2 separate regions of the Rattus norvegicus genome follow, and region 1 is linked to region 2. The links are chromatin contacts, called in public Hi-C maps. All regions are on one chromosome and are shown on one strand. The core of a region is the stretch at or near the end of the contact, and the rest is flanking DNA. Distances in the headings are between cores, read along the strand shown.

Region 1 (5,837 bases), core at 221-2,720, 680 kb before region 2:
TAGTATCTCAGACCTTTCTTTAGCCCGAAGTAGGTTCTGGCAGATAAATTATATAGCTTCTTTGAGTTGGAAAATACCAGGATACTATTTGTGTATTTTCCTAGAAAAATTAATGTAGACTGGGTGGGGTTCCATTTACCAAGAATGCTTGAGACCAGAAGTGTTTCAGATTTTCAATTTGGGGAGTTTGGAATATTTGTAAATACTTTAATAGTTTTACATTCTCTTTCCAAAAATCAAAACTGCTCCAAAGTTCAAAATCGTCTGGGCACTTTTATCAGAGCTCAGAAAGTTTTAAGTTTCAGGGGCCGAAGCGATGGTAGAGTAGTTAAGCACTGGCTGCTCTTTCAGAGAATCTGGTTTAATTCCCAGCACCCACTTGGTTACAGGGCACCCAATAGTCGCCACCCTCACGGGCTAATACCAGGCATGCACGCTGGAGCTCAGACGCCTATGCAGGCACTCAGACAGACACATTTTTAAAACTTTCAGATTTTAGAGCCTTCCAATTTATATTTTTGGATTGTGGCTATAGAACCAACAATACGATATGCAAAGACAATGTATGACTGACTTACATTAAATGTCCCTTGCTGGGTACTACAAAAATAAATAAAAAGGGATTCAGGAAGGGACTATGGTGAGGTAGATTCCAGAGAGGCAAAGGAATTCCAACATGCCACAGCAAACATAGCAAAGCTACTGGTAGGGGAGAGCCCTTCTGCCTGCTGTTAATTCAATGCAGCCATCTTTAGCTATTTCATTGCTGATTAGTGAAGCAGCATAATTCTGCTTAATCTATCCTAAAATTTCTATTCACATTTTAACATCTCTGATAGTGTCTAACCATCTTTAGTTGGCATTTCTTCCTAATGGTACATTAAAATGGCAGATCTTATAATCCACAAACTAAAGAGAAATATAAAAATATGGTATGTGTAAGAAATATTTTCACCTTGTTCTCAAACACTGAAATCTTTAGCAGTCAAGAGTGTTAAACAATTCTTATCAGCTTCTTTGTAGAGTAAACAAAGAGGCATGCAGATTAAACCAAAATGAGACAGGATTTCAGCCCTAGAGCATGCCCTTAGAGGTTTACACTGGGTTTGATACCAGGGTAAGTCGTGGGCATTCCTGGGTAGCATCTAAAGGAATGCAGGTGCGAGGCCACTCGAGAAGGGTCTGGGTTGGGTGGAAGATTCCCACAGATGGGGAAGTTGCTAAGCAACCTGGAAACAAACCAGCCCATTGTTTTCTAGATTTTTTTTTCCTACAAGCTCTTTTATGTTCAACAGCCTCTCTCTCTCTTGTTTTTTGCTGTGTGTATCTGGGTGCATGTATGTGCACAGTTTGGAGGTCAGAGGTCACTTCGAGTGCCACCCACCTTATTTTTTGAGGCAGGGTCTTTCGGTGACCTAATGCTTTCCAAGAAGCTAGGCCGCATGGCTACCAAGTGCCTGGGAACTGCCTGCCTTTGCTATTCTGGAGCTGGGGCTACTGGCACGCCTGGCTCTTTAAAATGGCTTTTGGGATCCAAGTCAGGTCTCTCTGGTTGTATGGCAAGTAGTTTAGTATATGAGCTGTCTCCCCAGCCTTCTCTGCATTTTTTTAAATAGGAAAAAGTCACCCAAGTGAAGAGGAAGGAGTGAAACCCCCATTCTGATCCACAAAAGGAGGATGACAAAAGGGCTCAAGGACACCAATAAACATGTGTCCTATGACTATGTAAACATGAGCAGGAGGAAGGACGATCAGCATTCCTGACAGAACACTGAACCATTCAAACGAATATGAGAGATTCTGTCAGAGCTCAGGCTCTCCACGGAGGGTTTCTCCAGACCAAATGACTATGTAGTGAGTTTAATGGAGCAAAAGTACGCAAACATGACAAGAGTTAGTGGAGAGCTTTTTCTAGCCCTTCTGGCACGAAGGTAAAAACAGCAGAAACAGTTTTGCTGTGCGGTTACTGAGGTCTGTCTGTAACCTAAATGCTGTTTCTGCTTTCTTCCCTTCAGTAGCTATGACAATGAACGAACAGCCTCTTTACAGTCAGAGGCTCTGAGAACGTGGAGTTGATTCAGAAATTACATCAGCTTTTATTTGTAGAGCTTTCACTTTGAGGAAACTTACACATGCAGCAAAAAGGCAGTCTGAGTCCACCCCTCAAGTTGTTTGCCCCAGGACCTTAGTTCCTTCGAACCAATATGAATTCGCTGCACCTGTTATGCAATGAGGCCAACAGCACCACGTGTCCGATGCAATACTCACTCACCTTGCAGGGACACAGAGTCCACAGAGTCCATCTGACGACTACCCTCCCAAGAACATTAATTGATATAATCCACAGCTCCCTTACCTGCTGTACAGAATTCTATAATCTCACTCCATTCCGACACGACGTAATCACCATCGACTTGTTTTGAGGCCGTCTGCACCGCTACTGTATACTCAGTCCTTGGGCTCAAAAACCAGTGTCCACGAACAGTCATTGGCAAGGGAACAGCTTTGGCCACCAGTTTTGTTGGAACATCCTAGGAAGAAAGAAAAGGAAGGAAGAAGAGGGGGATAAAGGGGGAAACAAATAGGGCAGGAAGAGATAGGGAGACGGAAGGCTATTAAAGCGGGACTTTCATAAACTGTGAACGACAGAGAGGGACCTAAACTGGCTAAGAGCAGGGCTCCTGTGTAAGAACTCCCAACAATTATCATATTTAAGTTTTATTCTGTGTATGCAGAAATTAAAATGGGAAGACCAAGAGATAGGCTTAACGTCCTACAGTTCAAAACCAGGAAAGAACTCGTATTCCAGTCGCCTTTGTTTATGATATACAGTTTCCCTTTGTGCCTGCTAACTTCCTCAAAGCAGATTAAAAAAAAGACATAAAAGAAGCAAGATTTATTGATTTAACGCCTATTAAATTAAAAATATATATGCTTGATTTTTATGGCTTGATTTTGCTAGAGAGGCTCATTGCTAAATATTTTATATGTAAAGGAGAGAATGCTTTTAAAGTAAGTATTACGAGAGACAGATCCATTTCACATGTAGATTAGGGAACTTGCCTACAAGTGTGGTGTCTATGTGTCTGAGAAAAGGTTAGGTCTTTTTTAAACAACGATGAATAAGCTAACCTGCGGGCTGAACACGCACTGCATTTCCAAGGCTATGGAATGGGTGCAGTGGAGCCAAGCCTTAAGTGATCATCGTTTAATGGCAGGCATATCAAAGACGCTTCGAGAAGGCAAATGCCAGCAAAGAGAATACCCAGGATGAGAACTGAAATTTGATAATAATGCCTGACATTCTTTCGTGCTCTTGCTTTCACACTTTTCTGCACTATGTAAAAGCCTCCCTTACATTTAGTTTGTGTATGCAACCATACAGTAAAAGGCAACGACTTTGGGAAACGAAGATGCATAGAATCTTCCCAAGGTAAAATTGAGTCTTTCCTGAAGACCGGGGTTTTTGTCTGTTTCCATGATCAGAAAAAGCAATGAAGCAGAGGAGAAACACTGGGCCTAGGAAAGGGTTCTTGCTGAGGGCCACATCTGGAGGAAGAGCTCCATGTATCACAAAGGGTAAACAACGGCAGACACAGCAGGAACATTTACCACATGTGAAGCTTAGTAAACAACCTCCCCACTTTAAAACAAAATGGACTCTTTAGGGCATATTTTCAGGCCACAAGTGATTATACAATTCCACAAAGTTTCTAAGCCAATCAGTTTGACTCAGGGAAGGATGTGTGTGCTTCCGTAGAAAACTATAGAGCTTGTCTGCTTCTGCTTCTGCAGAAGGATTTTTACGGCTTCGTAAACACTTCAGCTATTCTCCACACTGGATTGCGAGCTGCGGGCAGCCTTCCTTTCTGTCCACACTCCACTGCCCTCTCCAAGCCAGTTTCAACTTCACCCGCATAGCTTTTAATATAAGTGACTCATAAGTGGATTATCTCTCGAACTATCCTCACAGCACTAGATCAGTGTCCTCTAATGAGCTTACTGCTGATTTTCATCTTTGCACATAGTCATGATTTACCCTTTAACATGGCATTTCATTTTCCTCGAGAACTCATTATGGGGAGAATGTTTTAAATGACATAGACTTCTGATTCTTCTTCACGGAAACTACTCTTTCTTTTTTTTTTTTTTTTTTTGGTTCTTTTTTTCGGTGCTGGGGACCGAACCCAGGGCCTTGTGCTTCCTAGGTAAGCGCTCTACCACTGAGCTAAATCCCCAACCTCTACTCTTTCTTTTAAAATGTCTTCCGGATGAAATGGCCTAAGTCTGCCCAGGTTTACCTTGTGTTTAAACTTGTTAGAGTTCTTGTTCTCTTTCTTGTTGAGGTCAATGAAGTAGTGTGTGATGCGGTCCTTCGACTTGGAGTCCATGTCCCATGAGATCTTGAAGGAGTCACATGTGATGTTATTTATTTTGATGTTGTGTGGGACGGGGAGCTCTTCCATCTCTGCTATGCCACTGTCTTGTGATTTGTTACCTGCCAGAAAACAGTGCATGGAAAATTAGTTGCTGATGAATGGGTTTTTCCAGTTTTCGAAATCTTTCTTTCTTTTCCTTTCTTTCTTTCTTTCTTTCTTTCTTTCTTTCTTTCTTTCTTTCTTTCTCTTTCTTTCCTTCCTTCCTTCCTTCTTTCTTTCTTTCCTTCTTTCTTTCTTCCTTTCTTTCTATCCATCCATCCTATCTATCTATCCATCCATCCTATCTATCTATCTATCTATCTATCTATCTATCTATCTATCCATTCTATCTATCTATCCATCCTATCTATCTATCCATCCTATCTATCTATCTATCTATCTATCTATCTATCTATCTATCTATCCATCTATCTATCTATCCATTCTATCTATCTATCTATCTATCTATCCATCCATCCATCCATCCATCCTATCTATCTATCTATCTATCTATCTATCTATCTATCTATCTATCTATCTATCTATCTATCCATCCATCCTATCTATCTATCTATCTATCTATCTATCTATCTATCTATCTATCCATCCATCCATCTATCTAATCTGAAGTCAATTACCTAAGTACTAAGTACTAAATCTAAAATTCCATTTTGCTCATGAAGTCATTCAAATGCTAATAAAAGATATTTCTGACGCCATAGTGGTTAAAAAAAGATGGTTCAATCCTATGATTGCCCTATTTCCATTTCCCAAATTTTGAATTATAGAAACACTTTGATGATCCATCTTGGCTATAAAACATCAGCTTTGCCTGGCTAGGTTCTCTCTGAAAAGCCTCAAAAGATCATTTTTCCTGTCTGACCAGTCAACATGAGCCTAAGCTACACAGGTCAGACCCAGATGGTGCCACGGAAATTCTGATAAGGAAGTGGCCCAGTCAAAGGAAGGAGATGCTTCTGTAAAGTGAGAGGTAGCAGTGGGCGGCGACAGAGACTTGCTCCTCCTATTCTACTCTGGACACACTGTATAGAACAACGGTGTACAAAGGCGCTGCTGTACGTTCAAATAACACCATCGTCTACTCACTTACTCTGCCAAGGGTGTCTGTGGCAATCATTTCTCTATGATGCCTTGATGAATTGAATTTTGAGTGCTGAAATAATAAGAACGCTAAAGACAAAAGCTGCGAGCCATGCCGACTGATCTCGTTAGAACTTCGAGGGATCATCCCTACACTTTCACTGAAGAAAGCATTACCACCTTTCTAGCAGCACAACAGAACAGCTGAAGGACAAAAGGGAGAAAACATAGACGTATTTGCCATTTACACTTTGGCCATTTATCTTACTCAGCTAAATGTGATGAATAATTGATACATACCCTCACGAAAAGCTTTTT
Region 2 (6,530 bases), core at 224-2,723:
TGTCATCACCATAGTTGGAGATTGGAGAGTAAGTTTTTTTTTTTTTCCAGGACTCAACCAGTAAGAAATAAGTCACTGTCAACAAGCAGAGTATCGGAATGATGTATTTGTTACTCGGTGTGCAACCAACAAATTAGTCGTCAATCTATAGACTAAAATACCAATCAGAATCCTGGGCCAAATGGTGAGATCAGAGGATGTCTCTCCCAAGCCCATGTGGACTCTGTTCTGCAACCGTATCCTACTTGCCTCCCTGGTTAGGTCCCCAAGTGTTGCATCTGGAGTTGTATAGGACAGCGTTCTGTCTCTTTTCTTTTTCCCTAAGAGTTCGATTTTATTTCATCATCTGACCACCAAAGTTGCTGTCTTTACAGTTGCCCATTGATCAGGGTAGAGACCTCTGGACACGTGACAGATGGTTCTGAGGTTTCTGGCCTGCATCCCGCTTCACTGGCTATCCGGGTCGTCACTTGTGGTGCTGCTGATACTGCTGTCCTCGCTTTGGTCAAGGTCATCTTGTACATCCTGGTTAAGCTTCTGGTTTAGCCAATGGTAAAGATCTAATCTTTGTGAGGTTTTGGGTTTTTTTTTTTTTTTCTTCACCTTAACTAAGGGTGTCTGAGCTCTTGTGGGGAGTGGGTTTTTCACAAAGGCTTGATCAAATCTCTTCAGAGCCACTGGTTTCTTAGGTACCTGGAAGACCTTGACCTTAAATTTCCATTTCTCATCCTTCTTCCCAATGTGGGTGGTGGCACTTTTTGAATCAGCCATGTGAAATTCCTGTAACTTCCTCTTTATCACCCCCATCTTGCTGTTTCTCAGGAATTCAGCCAGGACCTCCAGACCTTTCTGCTGAAACTCCTCTTGCTCTGTCTTTCTGACTGGGAGCTGCTACTCCCGAGTTAGCCTTCCATATCTCTCTCTCTCTCTCTCTCTCTCTCTCTCTCTCTCTCTCTCTCTCTCTCTCTCTCTCTCCCTCCCTCCCTCCCTCTCTCCCTCTCTCCCTCAATCATTTTGTGTTAAACTAGAACATGATTTTAGATCTTCTTATAAGGAAGATGGCTGACAGGGCTGGCGTTGGACAACTTGGTTCTGAACTGTCCACACTAGGGCAGAGATCAGAAGCACATTTATCAACCGAGACTCTCCCTTTGCCTGCTGCCCTTCAGAGCACACTTCTGTTTAAGTCTCTGTGGGGCTCTACCCAGCCATTCCAAATGGGTCTTCAAAACTGCCATTAAGTGTGGTTTCAGTGCCTTTTGGGAGGACTGTCTCTACCCCAACACCACCCTCTCTGAGAACCTCTAAATATTTGCAAACTCTCTGACACACAGTTTCAAACCACTGCAAGCTGGAGATGTCAACAGAAAACACTTTTTATATTCTGCTTAGACAGCAAAGCCTCCAGGTGCCTGGGCTGTCCCCATTCTACCTCTCTGAAGCAGTCCACTGTTTGGGGAAAGGCATTTATTTGCAAACAAGGCCAGATGGAGATCAGAGGTCCCCTGCATGGCTTGGGGACACATATCACACTCCGTCATCACACACATCTGCTGTTTGCTTTCCTCCTGGGGAAGAGATGGGCTCCCCTTGAGGCAGAGAGGATGAAAGGCTGCAGGGGGATGGGGGTGCAGGCGTGGGAGGAAGGGATGAGGTGACAGCAAGCTGGAAGCTGCCTGTTGGGTCAGGGCCTGTGTAATCAGGTCTCTTGGAGGTTGATCTGCTGATCTACTCCAAGGCTTTGGAATCTGAATCACGGGATGTCGTCCTGCTGGGTTCTCAGGGGAAATTCTCAAGGGCTTGAGGTGGTGGCCTGGCCTCAGAAGTGAGACCCTAGAGGGACAAACACTCAGGAAAAGAGGCTGTCCTGCTGTTGCTATGATAAGAGAACAACTGCCAGACCCCTGTGATGAGCGGGGCAATCAGAGGACAGGAGTGTGGCTCCGAGCAGGGGACAAGTCAGGGTGGCAGAAACAATCACATCACTTGCAGAGAGAAGTTCCTGGAAACAAATCGCGCAGTAGCCACTACAATACCACAACACGCCTTCAGTTAAAGATTATTTGGACACACATCAGTAGCTGGTCTGTCGCTGGAATTGCCTGTGTCTGCTATTACAGCACCACAGATCAAAATCACAGATGCAAATGCTAGTACTCCGCTTTAAGGACTCCATCTGGATCACACAGGAGCACAAATTGGAATGTGTGCAGTAAATTAATTGAAACAGGATTCTGGAATGCCAAGCCTTAGAAATCACCGTTCAATGACCTGCTTACGGGATAGCCACAGTGGAACACGGTGCAGTCTAGAAGATGGAGCCAGTCTGTGGTAGCACAAGCCTTTAATCCCAGCACTCAGGAAGCAGAAGCAAGAGGATCTTTGTTTGAGACCAGCCTAGTTTAAAGTGACACAGCCAGGGCTATGCAGAGAAACCCTGCCTCGAAAAACCAAACAAACAAACAGGGTAGGCTTGGTTGAGAAAAAAAACACACATGTATACATGCATGCATACACACACACACACACACACACACACACACACACACACACACCTTTTTATTTTCTGTGTATCACAACTTGCATTTTAATGCAGGGATTTAATGACTTATGCAGGGATTGGGGGATGGTTGTGTCTAAAACACTTGCCACGCAGGTATAAGGACCTGAGTTCAGATCCTAGAACCCATGTGGAACCTAGACATATAACAAGAGAGTCTGTAACACAGGAGAACCTGGGCTGGAGAGATGGCTCAGTGGTTAAGAACACTGACTGCTCTTCCAGAGGTCCTGAGTTCAATTCCCAGCACCCACATGGTGGCTCACAACCATCTGTAATGGGATCTGATGTGTCTGAAGACAGCTACAGTGTACTCATATATATAAATACAAACAAAAAACACCGGAGAATCTCCAGACAGCTCGGACAGGCCAGCTACCCTGTCAGACTCAGAGGCAAAACTAGAAGGGGCTTGTCTCAAACGCCTCAGGTTATAATGAGAGGCATCCATAGAGACTGTGATAAGCCTGACTTCCTCAGGTCTAGAATTGTTTGCTAACATGCTGTTCAAAGCTATTTCCTCCTAATTTAATTATTCCCCCCCTCGGGAGAGAGAAGTAAGGAGGCTCACAAAAATCTTAAGGAAGTTATCCTCCATGATGTCATACCCCAAATTCTGTGTTCCAATGTGGCAAGAAGGTTCTTTATAACAAAACAGTAATACATCAAGACAGCCACAAACATGTTGGTGGGCACAATGGGTGACCAGCTGAAGCAATGTGGAACCTCTGCTACAGGTCCAGGGTGTTATCTGACTGCATTCCTAGCTAGCCCTTTCCTTGGTAGGAGCTAGGGGTGTCTGTATATTCCAAAGGTACTGCCCATACTGAAGGTATGGGCTTTCTGCAAAAGCCCTCTCAAACATGCCCACAGATGACTCTAAATCCAGTCACAGGAATAGTTATCATCACAGCCATCACCGAACTCTATGCCAAATATCACGTTAATTAGCCATGTGATCTGATAACTTATAGAAAACAAGGGTCCTCGTTGCTTTGAATTAAAGTCTGAATGGCAGCCACTAGCCAGAAGTGTTCAAACACTGACTCTGGAGGCTATGGGTATTTCCTGGATGACAAGAAGGTATGGGAGAGTAAACTTGGGATACAACACATAGGGTCAAAGATGCAGCCATCATAAGCTCAGGGCTATCCCCACAAGCTGTGAGGAACATAGATTCTTAGGGCCGAGAAGCGGCTCGGTAGTTAAAAGATCGATTGCTGCTCTACCAGAGAACCCGAGTTTGGATCCTAGCACCTATGGCAGGAGCCTTAACCCTCTTTAAAAGTCAAGCAAGGAAAGGGTTCCAAAGCAATGAAACGGACTCCTTTCTCCCAAATTTCATCAAAGTGACTAAAATACGGAAGGAAAGAGTTTGGACATCTTAGCTACTGCTCCATTGCTAGGACAAGGCACTGTGACCAAGGACACTTACAGAAGGTTTTAACTGAGGGTGTGTTTACAGTTTCAGAGGCTCAGTCTAATGACATCACGGCAGGAAGCATCCAGCAGACAAGCAGACAGGCAGTCGTATCGCTGGAACAATGCTAAACACTCAGATCCTGACCCACAAAGAAGCAGAGTAAGACTGGGCCTGGCATTGCTTTTGAAACCTCAAAGCCCACCCCCAATGACACAACTCCTCCAACAAGGCCACACCTCCTAATCCTTCCTAAACAGTTCTATCAACTGCGGGACTAACTGTTCAAATGCATGAGCCTATGGGGCCATTCTCATTCAAAGTACCTAGTTGGCTTTTTGTTGCTAGGAAAATCCGCCATAACCAACAACTTGGGGAGGAAAGAGCTTAAATGACAGGTTACAGTCCATCATCCAGGGAAGCAAAGAGGGGAGGGAGGGAGGGCTCAAAGCAGGAACCCAGATGCAGGAATGAAAGCCCAGACCACAGAGGGACACTGCCTTCCCCGCTTGCTTTCAGGTTCAAGTTCAGCTGGTTTCTTATATAGTGCATGCCCATACGCATAGGAATGGCATGCACACAGTGGGCTGGGCCTTCCATCTATCAGCGATCTGAGGGAGGCAATGTCTCACTGGGTTCCTCTTTGCCAAGAGACATCTTAGTGGGCACCATGAATAGCCTTTCTCTAAATGCTTCCACCATGAACCTAGCAAAAGACTAAGGAGTCTCGGCTTAACATCTCTGCAGCCACGAGGCAAAAGAAATCCTTCCTCCCCTCAAAGTTGTTAGGCATTCTGTCCTACACATGATGAAACAGGATGGAGAAGGGAAATACCCTCCCCTATTTCATAGACATTGCACTGTGAACCCCACAGGAGGTAGTCAGAATCTGAACACGCCCAATCGGATTCTTAAGATTCAAGATTCAAAGATTTTGGCCCTGCCCACCTTTGGCAGAACTGGCACTGAGCAGAGGGCTTCAAGGAAGTGCACTTTAGACAGATGTTATAGATGTTTTCAGATGTTAGAAATTTAAGAATTACAGGCTGAAGAGACCGTTAAGAGGACTAGGTACTCTATTCTAGAGGACCTGGGTCCTACTGCCAGCTCCTCATAGCAGCTCGCAGCCATCTGAAACTCCAGCTCCAAGATATCTGTCATCCCCACACAGGCATACATGCAGGCAACCCACAAGAAATAAAAATAAATTTGAAAACACTGAGATCTCAGATCTAAAAGTGAAATTCTTTTGCGCACGCACTCACGCATACACACAAGCGTGAAAACACATACACACACACACACACACACACACACACACACACACACACACACACACGCCCTGAAGGTCACCTCAGATATTTCCAGCTGTTCCCACTTCCTATGACCTGCCACAAAGGCTTTCACTGCATTGTCAGCTTAAGAGTTAAGATTAGGAACATTCTGGGTCAAAGGATGCTGGGGGTTCCCCAACTTCTATCATTTCCTACCCAGAAGGAATGTGCGAATACATCTTTGACCATTTGTCCTCTTGGACTTCACGTTTATATTAGAAACCATTATAAACTAGTTTCTAAGGAGTCTGATTTAAATGATAGGGTGATTTTTTTAAAAACATTTCAAATTCTTGTTTAGCATTTAATGTAAATATACAGTTTCTTGGTCGGCATTTCTAACTGTGCAGAACCATGGTTTTATGTTCGATGTATTTTATAATAATCAGTGGTTATACAGCAACAATATTTGATTTGTGGGTGATAAATAATCGATGGTACCGGTTGTGCATGATTTTACTTCTTGCTTAGGAAGTTTTACAAATTCAGAGTAATACATTGATTTTCTCTCCTAACTTCAATTATATAAAAAAGAAATATGTACTCCTTTACACTTCAAGAACATACAAACGCTGTTTTAACATTTCCAAACTTGTCAGTGGCAGGCTGGTGGCAAGTGCAGAAGAGGAAGGAAGCCTGACGGTGGTGGTGAGCCAGGGGCAGGTAGGTCTCTGAGTCTGAAGCTAGCCTGGTCTACAAAGTGAGTTCCAGGACAGCCAGGGCAACACAGGGAAACCCTGTCTTGAAAAAAAACAAACAAACCTGGGAGAAAGGTCGCTGTCAGAGGAAGCACATTCTCACAGTGACCAATCAGACTTGATGAACACTGTGGCTCCGTCTGAATCTAAGCTGTTTCAGTGCCCCCTGGTGGTCTAACGCGTGTGGGCGAACCCAGGGAGACTTCTAGCTACCTTATGTCCAAGGGAAGAATGCTAACACCAGACTTTAAATTCAGAAACACTTGGACTAATTAGGGTTTGTTGTTCTTGAGGACACTGCTGAAAATGGAATTGGGAATGGAGTCATGTGACAGTAAGAAAATAGAAGCAGCACCAAGCCATTGTGAGCCTCAGGGGATCTGAACCCTGATGTGCCACGGTCATCCCACAGGCATCAAAGCCCCAACACAGCTTCACCTCATGCCTCTGGCTACTGCTGCTGGCTGGAAAAGAGACTGTCTTTAGGAACAAAAGCATGGAAAGCAGGCCAAACAGTA

Evidence for each region. Hi-C and Micro-C count contacts between places; a contact is called where the count stands out from the background.
Region 1: a Hi-C map of Schwann cells shows a contact between it and region 2, with 8 times the contacts expected there. The contact joins two enhancer-like sites. A contact is called at or near these places in 2 of 12 Hi-C or Micro-C datasets (Schwann cells and frontal cortex).

Annotation. Positions count from the first base shown.
Region 1 is chr20:18,051,209-18,057,045 of GRCr8, reverse strand. Phyhipl (phytanoyl-CoA 2-hydroxylase interacting protein-like) reads right to left here. Exons shown (of 5, transcript NM_001398984.1): 2 at 4,302-4,498; 3 at 2,357-2,531. Among named protein-coding and RNA genes, the nearest start is that of Phyhipl, 30 kb to the right of the region's middle. Within about 2 kb of position 1,470, at least 20 of the 93 cell types and tissues checked have an H3K27ac peak or open chromatin away from gene starts, as enhancers often do.
Region 2 is chr20:17,368,939-17,375,468 of GRCr8, reverse strand. No RefSeq gene overlaps it. Among named protein-coding and RNA genes, the nearest start is that of Tfam, 17 kb to the right of the region's middle. Within about 2 kb of position 1,473, at least 4 of the 93 cell types and tissues checked have an H3K27ac peak or open chromatin away from gene starts, as enhancers often do.